2 separate regions of the Anas platyrhynchos genome follow, and region 2 is linked to region 1. Evidence: chromatin contacts called from public Hi-C data. All regions are on one chromosome and are shown on one strand. Each heading gives the region's core, a stretch centred on a gene start, on an enhancer-like site or on the middle of the called end of the contact. The rest is flanking DNA. Distances are from core to core; before and after follow the strand shown.

Region 1 (6,890 bases), core at 3,158-5,657:
TTGCTTATGTTCATCTCTCTCCTTCAAGGTGATGAGTACTCCTGAGAGATCAGCAGCAATGACCAAGACTATAGTTGATTCATTCGTAGTAATGTGGGAACTGCATGTAGTAGCTATGGGTTGCTCTAAAACTTGGGATTGACTGTCTTAATTTGCAACTGCTGCTTCAAAAGCCCCAACTGAGTGATTGAACTAATGCAATAATTCACGTTCTCACCTTGTAATGACTTCTTTTTGTGTTTCCTAAAACTTTTCTAACTGCATCTTTACCAGCCATCATTCTCATCTCTACTTCTGACCCTGGTATACACACAGAATAAGCAACGGCATCTGTTTGGGCAGAGGGCTGTATTTCATTCCATCCCTTCATCAGCAGTCTTACTATTTCAGTGCCCTTAGCAGTACTCAATTGGACTTTCTATGCAGGTTTCAAGGTTGCCTGCTGGTGACATGAGCTATGGCTTAAGGTGTTTTCAAAGATCTGAGGTTAAAGGGTTGTTTACAATATTTGACTAGATTACATTATAGGAGTAAAATTTATCCCCTTTATCATCAACCGTAGTATGTTCTGGCAAGTAGCCAGGCCCCAATTAAAAGTGTGCATAAGTATACTTATAAATACGTATATCAGAACGCTAAGCAACTGAGAATCAATAGCCACCCTCACAGTAACAGTAGAAAACTATTCCTTAAGTACATCATATAAAATTACAATGGGATCATATTCCAATTGTTTTAATAAAATGACTACAATATGAGGCATTGTTTAGTCAGGGGAGGCCATAAAATTCTGAAATTAAGCCCTAACCTGTATGTAGCAGAAGGTTTCATATAAATAATGCCAGCAAGACAAATGGAGATTTTTATATATTGCAACCATAAAAAAGCTTATGGAGTGTTGCTTTGCTTATTATGGATTTTATCAGGGTTTCGTTGAGTGAAGCAGCAATTAAACTAAATATGCTGTCCCAGAAACCATTTATGACTGTTCTGTCTACACAGAGCAGACTATACTGAAAGAGACCATGACTTGCATTTCAAAACATGTTTAGACTTTCTTTTCAATAGTTGTAAAGAACCTAGAATGAGTCTCCTCACAAGGGATCAGATGAAGCCAAAAATCTATAAATATTTTTATTTTTCATTCCTATCGCACTTGCCTTACCTAGTAGACACCTTTTCCAAACAATTCTTTGGTTATTTATAATGAGCTAAGGAATTAGGTGATTTATGAATTCAATAATACAATATAGTGTTCTTATAGTCAAAGGATATTTCTGCGTTTGATGAGCTTTGGGACAAGCCTCGTAGCCCACAGGTATTTTTTATTCTGTAAGTTTATCCAAAGTAGTTTAGATTCAAGAAAACTTGCAAAGAATTCCAGTGAAATTTTTATTTTCCTGAGAAAGAATTAACAAATCAGGATCTTTTGAAAGAAAAATGCACAGAACCACTTTTATACTGAGACCTATCCAGTCCTATGGACAGTGCTGAGGCTGCACTAACACAGAGTCCCTAAAAATGCTGCAAAACTTTTGCTTATACTCTGCCCCCAAAAGAGGGGTGTACGCAAGGAGGGATCAGTATAGGGAAATCAGTAATTAGAATCTATAAATAATTAGGTTTAGAGGGAGGTTGGATAAAGATAGTATCTTTCAAAGGAAAATACATTTTTTCCAGTCTGGAAAGACATAGATGCTGCCACAGAATAATTTTGACACTTCATTAACTTTATCTGCTAGCACTGCCCATAGAAACAGAGATTTTTGGCAGAGCTCTGCTTCACTGTTTATCTGTTTTTTTTTTGCAAGGCAGACAAACCTGCTTTCATTTCCGTTTGTCCGTTTGTTTTTTATGAAAATAGATTTTAATAGTTCAGCTAGGAATTTTAATATATGAAACTCAACCTGCCTGCAACATTTGTTGTCCATGTTCAAATGTGAACCAACCTAGTTAGCAGCAGCGTTGTTTTACTCTGTGATAATCCAGTCTCATCCTGCCTTAGACATAGACTCACAGACAAAGACAGGAGTGGATAGAGACAAATTGTGTGTGTGGGGGGGGGGGGGGGGGGGGGGAAGTAAATATGTATTTAACTGAACTCTTCAGTGAAACTAAAATAAAAATATTTCTATTACACTATAAAATAACAAAGTGAATTGTCACAAAAGTGGCAAGGAAAAGTGCTCTTGTAGCTGAAGTATACCCTTCAATCTTGGAATTTATATTCAGCTCTTCTCTCATAAACACTTTGTTTTACCAGGGACAAATCACTCTCTCTATGCTATATTTATCCATGTGTAAAACTCACTCTATTTCATTAAGACATCAAGATATTTGGGACAGAAGTACTTGTGCTTTTTGTACAACCTTGTAGCAGTATTGGTTGATCTTAGCTGGGGCTGCAAAGTGCTGCTTCTAGAACAAACATTCTTAGATTTAGCTTTATTTCACTGCCAACACTTTAGGTCAGCCCCTAAGCTGCTTTAATATTTAATTAAAATTTATCAATATTAAGCTTTGAATGCCAGTATCTCTCTTGTTTCCAAGTACACACTAATTATGTTGTCCTCATTTACAGACCATTTAATTATCTGGTTGTTATCTGGAGAAATTCCACAGTATTTTCCAGAGCTGTGGGTATACTGGCTTTTTCCAAAAGATATCTGCCCTGCATGTCTTTATGAAGGAAAATCTGACTCTGTCATCTTCCTCATTCCCCCCAGTGATTTCTACATGGTAAGAGAGTCTGTCATAGGCCTGTCATTGTCTTTAAGTCACTGGTACCTGAAGAGGACCAGCTATGTGAGGGACCAAAACTAATGCAATGAGAAGACTGAAGCAGATACATAGATCAGTTACCAGAAGAGTGAAGGTATACACACACATAAGTGCTTGTGCATCACCTAGACACAGTGCAATTATAATTCTTACCTCAAAGAAGATATGATCCAAGGCCCTGATTCTGTAAGCCTTAAGCAAGTGCTTCAGTGACTCAGTGCTGTTTTGACTATGCAGCTGATTCTCTCAGTTCCTACCAAGAATCTTACAATGTATGACATCTGCCTAAAATCCCATTTCTGAAAGTCATAAATCTGCAGAACCTCCAAATTCATTTGGGGAAAAAAATGTTCCTAGTGCTGTCATTGCACAGAAAAAGACTGGAAAACATGACACAGATGTTTCCTTAAGGCTCAGTAAACAGAAAGCAAATTAAAAAATACCTTTTCTTAAAAAAAATAGTTCTTTGGTTTAAAGACCACATCTTTTAAATCTTACAGGCCAGCCTGATGATTTTTTAATACTTCAGGTTGACAGAACGATCACTGGGACTATTCACAGAGGATAAAGATAAAAATGTGCAAAAGATCTTTGTCAGATCTGGGCCTACAGCCAGCCTCTCACTCCCCAAGAGCATGTCATATGGCACTACTAAATTTGGCTCAAACTTGTTTTGGTGAGTGCAAAATTTGCCTGGATCCAAAGCTGGTTCTGCTTCTCCCACTTGAAGCTTTTTCATCACATGTTGAAATCTCTAAATAAACTAATACTACAAAGAAGCTTTTATCTGGATGGAGGTGTGTTTAAAAGAAAGTAATAGGGGTGAAAGCAAAACAACATTGGGGAATTAATCAGAGGTTGATTTCTGAGCTATAAATTACCATTGATTACAGTATTTACTAAATTCACTAAAAATCTCTTCCTTGGTTTCTTTGCTTGTAGACAGATATCCACTTGCCTCTTCTTGTTTGGACTAGAATCTGTCCCTGTAAAGCCCCAGGGAATTAACTTACAAGCAATGGCAGAAAAAGCTGAACACAATGATTTCCTTCCTCCCAACATTGTTCCATGCAATGTTGGCAACCAGATCTGTGAAACAACAGTTTAGCAAAGGAAATCTTTGGCAATGACTGCATGTCTGACACCACAGCCCCTTCTTCCCCCTTTTTAGCTGCATATGCTAAATCACTTTAATTTGTGAAGAAAACCTATGTGTTAGATGGGAATACACTGTTCATGCAGCTTTTGGTTAGTCCCATGCAAACTACAGAAAAGCCAGAAAAAAGGGTAGAGTGCTTTTCTCCAGTAAAAGCACAAAATGTAAAAATCTAAAAATAATACAAGTGAAAGCATCTGAGAGACCCCACTCTTAATCTGTTAGTACGTGTACAATATGACATGACTAACGCCAGTCCTCTGGGCCATCCCAATTTATTCTTCCCCCCGGGAGCATCAGTTTTGATGATTGTGAACTTGGCAGGGATAAAATTTTCAGGAAAATCTATAGCATCAAGACAGAAGAATTCTCTAAGTAAACCCCACAAGGTTGGTAAGATGGCGGGCATAATAGCACTGCTATTGAGCATGAAGGCTACTGCAAACAAAGTCTGAGTCAGACAGGCTGTTTTGAGTATACCTGCCTGAGTTGTCATGAAAAGTGGAAGAAGCAGAGTTTATAAACAAACTTTCCTGCATAGAGAGCAAATTCTTTTCTCCCAGCTTGTCCTCAGCACAATGCTGAGGTGCTGTCTGGCCCAAAGTGCTCAGCGTTTTCCCTCAGGGAAGGCTCCTCTTCTCTCACCTCAGGGAGGGCTCCTGTCCTGCCAGCTGAGGGAAGGATCCTCTCCTCTTACCTGAGGGAAAGTTTCTCTTCTCTAGCCTGAGAGAAAGCTTCTGTCCTGTCAGCTGAGGGAAAGTTTCTCTTCTGCCAGCTGAGGGAAAGATCTCCTTTCACCTGAGGGAAAGCTTCTCTTCTCTCACCTCAGGGAAGGCTTCTGTCCTCTCACCTGAGGTAAGGAAGTCTCCTCTCTTCTCACCTGAGGGAGGACTTCTGTTGTCACCTGAGGGAAAGCTTCTCTCCTGCCAGCTAAGGGAAAGATCCTCTCCTTTCACCTGAGGGAAAGTTTCTGTCCTGTCAGCTGAGGGAAAGCTTCTGTTCTAACAGCTAAGGGAGGGCTTCTCTTCACTCATCTGAGGGAAAGCTTCTCTCCCGTCACCTGAGGGAAGGATCCTCTCCTCTCACCTGAGAGGAAGCTTCTGTCCTGTCAGCTCAGGGCTTCTGTCCTGTCAGCTGAGAGAAAGCTTCTGTCCTGTCACATGAGGGCGGGCTTCTCTCCAATCACCTGAGGGAAAGCTTCTCTCACCTCAGGGAAGGCTCCTGTCCTGTCACCTGAGGTAAGGAAGGCTCCTCTCCTCTCCTCTCCTCTCCTCTCATGTGAGGGAAAGTTTCTCTCCTGCTAGCTGAGGGAAGACTCCTGTCCTGTCCAGAACTATATTCACCCCAAGGTGCTTTTGTAACCTTCTCTTTCTGCTTTTAACGAGGTAGTTAATTTGCTGAACAAGGAAGCCTGGTAGTTGATTTATAAATTGCGCCAGAAGTTTCTTCTCTACTCAGACATAACTATAACAATTTGGATTTTATGCTGAATGTTGGAATCTGAACAAACTCTTTGCAGTTTCATATACGTCCTTTATATAAGAAATGTTCCCTTTGCTCTTTTGTTTTATATGCTACTAATAAAATCTTTTTGTTAGAGCAGATTTTCCAGTATATTAAAGTCATGAGTAGTTGATGGAAATATATATATATGTATTTAGAACTGCAACTAAATACTTGGTTAATGTAAATGTACCTGTCTGTAAATCACTACTTCCATGGTCACTGTGGATGAGCAGGGCCCTCAGTAGGAGATCTGAGTATGGAAGCAACTTGCAGTTCTTCGTGCTATCTTGAAAAAGGAACTGCTATAGTGTGTCAGCGCTGTGGTTTGTCTACTCCAATATTCCTCCTCTTTTAAGAAAAGACTAGTAGCAAATATCCTGGGGGAAGGAGTAACATTTCCACCATGGACTATTAGGAAAGGTTATCTTTTTCTTTATCCATAGGTAATTGCCTTTATACTCTGATGCACAAGGATGGCTTTACTTAACTATTTTTTTTAGTCTAGTTTAGATACCCCAAAAATGGCTTATTGCATTCTCTATTTTTATTTAATTCTTTTTCCCCAAATACCTGGTATGAAATACTCCTTATACTTCCCATCACAAAAAATGTTTCTTGTGAACATGATTTTGCGTCATTTATTTGGCTTAGACAGAGCCAAATTTAGATTTTAAGATGCAGTTTTGAACTTCCACCACTTGATGGCCACATTTAAAAATTTTGTTTCAAATAATGCCAGTGCTGTATTTGGCGAGGTAATGAGCCTAAAAAGTACATGGTCAGAAAACCATCCAGACAGTTTCCCATACCAAGATTATATTTATGCATACGTCTGTGTTGTTTGTGCAAATATTTATGTCAATAGCTCTCTGAAACAGCTGTATAATATAATGTGGAACAGTGGCAAATACTAGAAGTGGCAATTCAAATGTAACTCTCCAGTCCTGTGACCTTGCATATGGTGGCTTTGGCATCCAAGGCCTCAGGTCCCAAGTCCTCCTCTCATTGCAGCAAGGATGTAATCGTTCCGAAACTGGTATTTCATACCAGTTTGTGAAAGAGTTACCTGTGACATGAGAATGGCTAGCTAATCCATCTCCAAATTTCAATATTGAAAAAAACATAGTAGAATACGTTTTGAGATTTAAGTTTTTTGTTTATAAAGGAATGTGGAAATCCAATAGTAATTTCAGTCAGAAAAAGGCAAGACACTTCATGTGGAAAGTACGTACAAAATGGACATTCTGAATTTTTTCAGATTTTATTTTTTCCTAAGTAAAACATTATGTAAGTCAAAAGAATTTTTTGGCTTTTGCAAGTTTGTATTCTGAACCTTTGATTGAACCTTAAGCCATTCTTGCTGAAATCATGATCTAAGTTTTTTACCTAAGAAATGCAAACCTACAGAGTTTTTGATTTTATTTACTTTGAAAGTATTGACCTTAAC
Region 2 (7,623 bases), core at 1,849-4,348, 200 kb after region 1:
CACACAAATCCTTACGTTTGTATATGAAATCGGGAGATGGGGAAATAGCTTCTTATGACTGATTTATGCAGTCAAGGTTAAGTGCGGTGTTTCTTCAGCACAGTACAGTTGTCTGTTAAAGAAAGCATCTGTTAAGATACAGTTTATTATCGGTATATTTCCATCAAGAGGTCTTTAAGTGTTTCTGTAATACACAAAGCTTATTAATCTTTAGATATTTCCAGCCTAAATAGAAATGATTGACAAAAACCTTTTGTAGCGTCTGGTTATATGTATGATATCTATTATCCCCATTACATATACCTACTGTACAGATAGAGTGCTGAAGGACAGAGATTTTGTTGTTGATCACATTGTAATGCACTTCCTCAGGAACCACTGCAATGAGAATACCAAATTGTCCATCGGTTTCTGCCCCAGCTTTCCAAGAGTATCAAGTCAAGTTCAAGGTCTGGACCCTAATCCTCAAGGTATTTTGTGGCCTGGGCCCAAGGTGTCTCATAAGCTTGTCTCAAAGCTTGTCTATACCACTGTAGTTATCCCATTTCAGATCTGGCTGGATAACTTCTGGAATAAGAATGCCTTGTTTCCCCCACTCTTTCCCATTTAGTATATGCTCTTTTGAAAATGGTATGCACCTATTTAACAGAAAAGGCGTTCTTATTCCAAAATAAGCACCTCTTATAAATAGTGTCATAATAATAATGATAAAATAACTTCAATATAATTTTAAAGTTAAATTCTCTTTAGGGAAAAAACCTTTCCATCATCATGAAGGAAATCTGTTACAAAAGTGAACTGTAAACCTGGATTTCCTGGCTCCTAGTTACTGAAGTGGCATCATTCTGAGGACATGCGTCTTTAAAGCTGTTTACTTTCTCAGTATCAGATTGACACCGGTCACTAAAATACTGGTAAGGCTGGGAATCCAGAAGCTTGTTCTTTCCTGTTAAAGGGATTCATATCCTGGTTCTGAGACCACTGCCACAGTATTTTAACGGTGGATTTTGGCATGCCATCACAAAAACATAAGAAATTATTTCGGTGACAATATGTTGGCTTCTTAGATCCCTCAGACATGAAATCGAGATTTCATTATGGCGACTTACCAACATTATTTGTTCTTTAGATAATTCTTAAAAGTTTCCGTGATGTATTGGCTTCCAGGTTTAAGCCACAAGAAGCTTGAAATTTATCTCTGGAGCTGAGATTTAGGTTTCATTAACAGTTAAGCCTTCGTCTGGAGTGCTGAAGTGTTCTGCAATGGGTAACTCAGCTTGTTAGTAACATTAGCAGATTTGTGAGTCCTCAAATGCGTCTATGGATAATTGTTTCAACCTTGTGTTCTTTATTATAATCCGCTGTCTGATAATGGGCTTCAGGGTAGATAAGAGAAGGAAATGTGCCAGTAGGATTTCATTCAATCTTGTGCATTCTACCCGCAGCTGCTGTTTCCTCTAAGGTGATGGCTGACTTGGCATCTCTTGCTTTAAAGCAGAGAAAGCCACGATTGATGGCAGGCCATTCTAATGCCTCCTTACCAGCCATTCATGGAGACTTTGAGATTACTGTAAAGAGATATCACCGGTCTAGGAGCTGCTTTCTGGAATCATTCTTCTTGCAATAGTGCAAATGGACAGCTTTTGTTTCTATCGCAGCAGCAATCACTGTTTAAATTAGAGAGCTCTTTGAAATTTTTTGACAGAGCAGTTTTCTGCTGATAAATGCAGTTTCACTAACATTGAAATGCTTCTCCAGGGAGGGTATCAATTTTGGCAATTTTTTTCCATGAGAAAGAAAAAGAAGCATCTTGGCTTTGAGGGAAGATTTTATGAAGTTGAAATATTTTGTTTTGAATTTATCACTTTTATTAATGTTTAGGTTTTAAGTTTATGCTAAGGTTGGAAGTGTAGATATTCAGTAACATGTATTCACGTTTAGTACGGTACCTTATTGTTTCTACATAATCGTACTGAAATGGGTTTTGCTTTGCCAAAATGAAATGATTTAACTTTAAGCCAAATAGTAAGCTAATTCTAAATCTTGGAAGGCCTTAGAAATCTTGATTCCTGGGGAAAATATGTCATTTTAATTTAGAATGAAAACATTTTAAGCATTGAAATTTCCTATTAAAAAAATCAGGTTTCTCACTGGTTCTGTATTAAATGCAGACGTTTTTAATTTCTCCAGCTAATCTTTTAGTTCTTCATACCTCTGCAGCCTTCTGAAAAATAACTTCTATTGCTTGAGAGCTGCTCCCTAGAAAAGATTACTGGGATGAATATTTGCCTTCCTGAACTGTATGGTAGAGTTTGTACATCTTTCACAGCTAGCCGTATTTCTGACTGTCACAATGGTGATCACTTCATTTATATTAAAGCCTTATTATGAGTGTTGCTGCTGCCTTTGTAATATATTATAATCATAACACTGCCGTTGAGGTACAAATTAATTTTATGAATTAAAAGGTGTCAGACTAAGATCCTGACTCTCAAAGACTTAGACACTTGTTGCTGCTTTGGTTCCAAGTGGCTTACCCAAGATCACCCAAGAGGTTTATGACTGAGGAAGGAATTGCACCTTAATTTCCCTGACCGCTTTGTTGCAAGCTTCTAGCAGCAGCTGTGTTCTTGTTCCTGACTGCGGCCCATGACGAAAAATCCTGACTCATGTAATTGAAAGGGTTAAAAATCAAGGAGGCACACCACCACCAACAACAAAATGCCATGCCTTTGATTTAATAAAGAGATAATCCTCTTTCTATTAGCTACGATAATAATGACTCACCAGTAGTAAATGAAGGAATATACACAGAATGACATCATGTGAACAGCGCAGTGTCTGTGGGACTTAAAACGAAGAGGATTATTCCAATATATCAGCTCTGAGCCTAAAACTGGCAAGGATAGGTTTGGAGTAAAATTTAACATGAGAAATGTTTATTGAAGCACTAACATGAGAAAGGAATTATATAACTGAAGTTATTAAAAACAATAAGCTCCTATTTCAAAAGCTTTAATTTCAGTAGAATAATATACACGCAGACTGACACAGGCTGTAGTTGTATTGAGTCATTCCAATGACATCATGAACCACAAGAGGGGATGTGCCGTGGTTTATCGGTGTCTGCAAACCACACCCCGTCCCCTGGGTGGAATTACAGCCTCTGTCTTGCTCTGGAGACAGAATCTCATCTGGTTCGTAACATGGAGGGAATTGCCCTGAAATCAGCAGTAAGGAAGAGAAGTAAAAGCACCGATCACTCACAGCTTATTTCCAGGCCTCCTGCTTCTGAACAGGCCATCGATGTGCTGCATCACATTGAGGCAAGGGTTTCCAGCTCCTGGTTGTGGACCAGAGCTTACATAAAACAAATGATAAATTGTATCAAGCTGACTTTTTGGTCATGGGGTTTAATCTGTTTTTTGTTGTTGTTGTTGTTTTTAGCCAGAGACTTGCTTTAAACTGACATCATGTGGTCTGGTTTGTCCCTGAGCACCACAAAGATTTCCTCGCTCCCATAAAGCAGGAGCTGGGGAGTGGCTGAAAAAACTTCGTCGAACTTCAGGGCTGACCAAAATGGTCATTCTGCTGTGCTGGGAACAGAGAGGTTCCTGTCGAGAGCGATTCAGAGCAAAAGTCCTTGATGAAAATGCAGGTCAGATTTATAGGCTATACAGCTGCATACTGGAATCGTGTTTTTCTGTAGCTCTGGTGGCCCCCCCCTGTGAAGGGAGCACAGCTATGGAGGCTGCACACCTGAACCTGGTCCCTGGTACCTTTGGCAGATTGAGAACTCCATGTATTGGTCAGAAAATGCAGATAGCATTGCTTGTGTGCTGTACGGATGGCAAGGCTGGATACCAGCGAAGTGTTACCAACGCTGAGCCTGGACTTAACAAGGACTTGGACTGAATCTGGACTTTTGTTATAACAAGGAAATGCAGTTTAGATCTAACAGGCCAAAGACTGCTTCTCTTTACTGATCTTAGATACTAAATCCTGAATATCTATTTCTGGTAAATTGGATTCCAGTGTTGTGCAAAAGAAGAATAACTCAGAGGTCAATGAGATTCACAGTGGTGCCACCGAGGGCAGACCCAGTGAGTCTTGCTGGCGCTGATGTCAACAGCAGTACTGCGAGAGGGGGAGGAATCCGCCCCGCTCCATTACTCAGAGGGTGCTGACAGAGTATCTTTTATGAGGAGTCTGAAATACTCTGGAATCTGCTTCCTACTCTAGTCCAAAGTAGTCCAGATCTGACTTTCCTGGCATGTTGCAAAAGACATCCTTTTGTCAGATATCTGGAGAAGTGAGAATATGCTTCTGTTCTTCTACCCTGTGAAGGCGGTGGATGAGACGCCGGGGAGCTGATGTCGAATATAATCATTTGGTCTCTGCTGAGACACCTGAGCAGACAGCTCCGTTATCTGAAAACTAAATAGAAAATACATACAGGTTTCATTAGGGAAGCTAGGAAATGGGATACAGTACCTATGGTTTGGGGGGTAGAAATAAGTGTTTATGCTTCCTTTGGATAGAAGGGATTTGTTATAAAAGGACTGTCTTGTGACTTCTGAAAGTCCTCCACAAGTATGCATTTCCCCTGTGCTGCTCTTCTTTCCCACCCACCTTCCCCTCTCATTGAATGATAAATGTGGAAGTCTTATTTATCATTCGGTGATCTGGTTTCTTGCTTTGGCTGTTGGTCCTTGACAATAACATCAATTTCTAAATCCCTGATTAAATTTACTCCACTCTACTGCTGCAGATTATTAGAAGGGCAGTCACTAGATGAAGCCACATCACTAAAAAGGTGAATAAATTTTGGAGCAGAGCTCTAAAACTTCTGAGCAGGGTCATTTTTCTAATTATAGGATGGTGAGGCTGAAGACTCCAAATGCCCAGGCAAAGGATGAAAAAAAGTATCCAACTGAATAAATAAATCTCTTAAAGAAAAAGATACTTGTCTGCCAAGAAACTTAATATGAGATGTTGAGAGTGCAGTTCTGAAAAAGATTTAATTGGAGATATACTCCTAAGAATATGTAAATAGTCTTTCCTTTCCTTAACTAAAAGGAGAAACAGATGCCAGCTCTAAGATCTGAGACCGAGTATGAAAAGTACTGAGGCCTCTAAATGTCATTTTAAACATATATAATTAGATTCTTATCTCGTTAAGAGGTTGTCCAGTGCTTTTTCAAGTGGAAGGTATGAACTCTTTAGATACACTTTACTGCAGACAATTTGATTGTCTACTTTAAATGTGGTAAAAATTAAACACAGTTTTTAAAATGTAATTTCAAATTCTAGGTGGCCTTAAGACAGTGTGGTGAGATGCCAGTTTTGACCAGCAAGCCTTATGGCACTCACTAGTTTGGACCTATTGATTAGGAATCCAATATTTATTTAGTGTATGCAGACCCCAAGAGTAAAGAGTTCAGCAATGGCATGTGGACTTGACTATGACTTCAGTTATAAAACTGGATAGATTAATTTGAGTAAAATAAGTAAATGCATTTTAATTAACTTACTGGTACAGTAGTTGATGGAACCTTAATTCTTAAAGATGAAGGACATTTCCACAGGGCTTGGGATCAGTCAATAAAAAGCTGCATATATTTTTGCCCTTCTTAACTTTGGTAGGGACCATCAAGGAAAATGCTGAATCATAGAGCAGAAATTAATGTTCTCATTAAAGGCTCAGTTACTGCCTGACACTACAGTCTTTCATTTACATGAGGACATTAGATAATTCAACAAAAATTAGTGCACTGCACTATTCCTTCATCACCCACCAACAGACTAAGACTCAAGAGTTTGTTTGGGGCAACAGCTCTGGCTCCTGTTTTTTTCTGTAAGCCATGACATAAAACAATTGTGACATTTCTGATCCAGTAGGAATTTGTAAGTACCAGAAAATGCAAACAACTTTCACTCCACAAATCACAGGTTCAGGTAGGAGGCTCAGACTTGGGCTTACTTTGTTCAGTTTTGGTTACTGCAGTAAATCTGAAATTAAACCAAGGTCTCTAGCACTGAGTTTCCAATGATGCCAGGCTAGATTTATGGTTCTGGGAACAAACCATACAGTTTTGCAGAGATTGTGGTGTTGCCATAGAATCATACACCCAAAGAGTCTAGTCCTGTTCCTCTGCCTGCTCTGAAACCTCAAGCCTTTGGATGCTTGTCTGGCCTCTTCTTAGCGGCCAGTAATGGCGATTCTTCTCCAACGTTCGTACAAAAACATTTAGACAATGAAAATAGGATAAAATAGACCGGCTCCTTTGTTGGTATGCCCAGGTGTGGCTCAGTTGCAGTCAGTGTAATGTGGCTGTGGCCCCTGTGCAGTGAGACCCCATCTTGCATGAAACGTTTCCATCCCACTGATTAAAAAAAATCAGTGAACCAGTGTGTAAAAAATGATGGGGAAATGATGGAAATGAGTCCCTTTCTCTGATCTTGGGGAAAATCTTGGTATAAAGCTTAGAAAAAAACAGTAAATTCTATGTTTTCCAAATAAATGTCCTACTGTTATGAAATTGTAACAAAATGTAAAATTTCCCAAAGCTGAAGTTTTCTAAGCATTCTCAGCAGAAGTTCAGCACAGTTCTAGGAAGACATTTTTTGCTGTTTTTCTTCAAACCCTCCTTCTGCTGGATGTGCTGCTCAGCTCTGCTTCAAAGCTGCTTTAAAAAAGCCAGGACAGAAATGGCAAGAGGATGCCATTGCCCACAACCCAACCAGAAACCTGTCTTCTGTACGTTCTGAGCAGCCTCGAACAGACAATCAGGGAGGCGTAAGGATGCCTGCTTCTGTTGGGTTTTTCTGTGTGGCCTTCCGTGTTGTCCCCAAATTCAGACTGCAGCCGGACTGAAAGCGCTGCTGCTTCTGCTCACTGTCATCTGTACTAAACTTCCATCAATCCACCCCATAATCCCAGTGTGCTGCTCCACTGCTGTACTGTGCTTTATGGAATCAACAAACGTTCTGCCTGGCCAGGAGAATATCTGGGGGGGTTCCTACTTTTGTGGGGACGGTAGCACAGAACCTTGTGTGGGCTCTGCTGGGGCAGTGCAGACGGGTCGGCACCTCAGCGCGAGCTGGAAGCATCACCTCTGCCTCTGCTGTCTGCCTCAGCTCAGATCTCCCACATGGTCCTGGAATGTGCCTCTTGTCTGCTACCCGGCTGGCTGGGGAAGTTTTGAAAAGGTTTAATTTAGCTCTCATTTGAGTCCCTCCTCGCTGCCAAAAAATCTGAACTTTGGTTCCAAGCAGAGCTTAGGAATCCTGTTTCCCAAGAGAAAAGAGGAGGGGAGGACAGAGGAGAAAAAGTTGGGCATTTTAAAGGAAAGACAAAGAGATGATACCAGATAAATACATATATTTTTCATTTTAAGGGGACAGTTGTTTTGTGTTCTCAACTGCCTAACGCTGTAGCATGAAAGATGAGTGATCTGCTCCAAAATCTGGGGTAACAGCGACACTTTGTGGCCAGCTGCAACCACCCACACGAGGCTTTCCTGGGGCCTCTGGTGGTTTTAGCAGTAGGGGACAATTTTCTGGCTTACCCCTACCTGACACGTGGAGCTGTTCCACCTCCAGCCTGTGCTCTGAGGAGCA

The links. A called contact is a pair of places that touch in the nucleus more often than the background predicts.
Region 2: a Hi-C map of F5 follicle shows a contact between it and region 1, with 2.1 times the contacts expected there. The contact joins the enhancer-like site here to the promoter of ANKFN1 in region 1. A contact is called at or near these places in 4 of 8 Hi-C or Micro-C datasets (F1 follicle, F5 follicle, liver and 1 more).

What each region holds. Positions count from the first base shown.
Region 1 is chr19:5,643,357-5,650,246 of IASCAAS_PekinDuck_T2T, forward strand. ANKFN1 (ankyrin repeat and fibronectin type III domain containing 1) reads left to right here and starts at 4,408. Exons shown (of 22, transcript XM_072025674.1): 1 at 4,408-5,175.
Region 2 is chr19:5,847,788-5,855,410 of IASCAAS_PekinDuck_T2T, forward strand. LOC106014785 (a long non-coding RNA gene) reads left to right here. Exons shown (of 3, transcript XR_001186355.5): 2 at 373-470; 3 at 751-2,399. Among named protein-coding and RNA genes, the nearest start is that of C19H17orf67, 34 kb to the right of the region's middle. Within about 2 kb of position 3,099, at least 3 of the 8 cell types and tissues checked have an H3K27ac peak or open chromatin away from gene starts, as enhancers often do.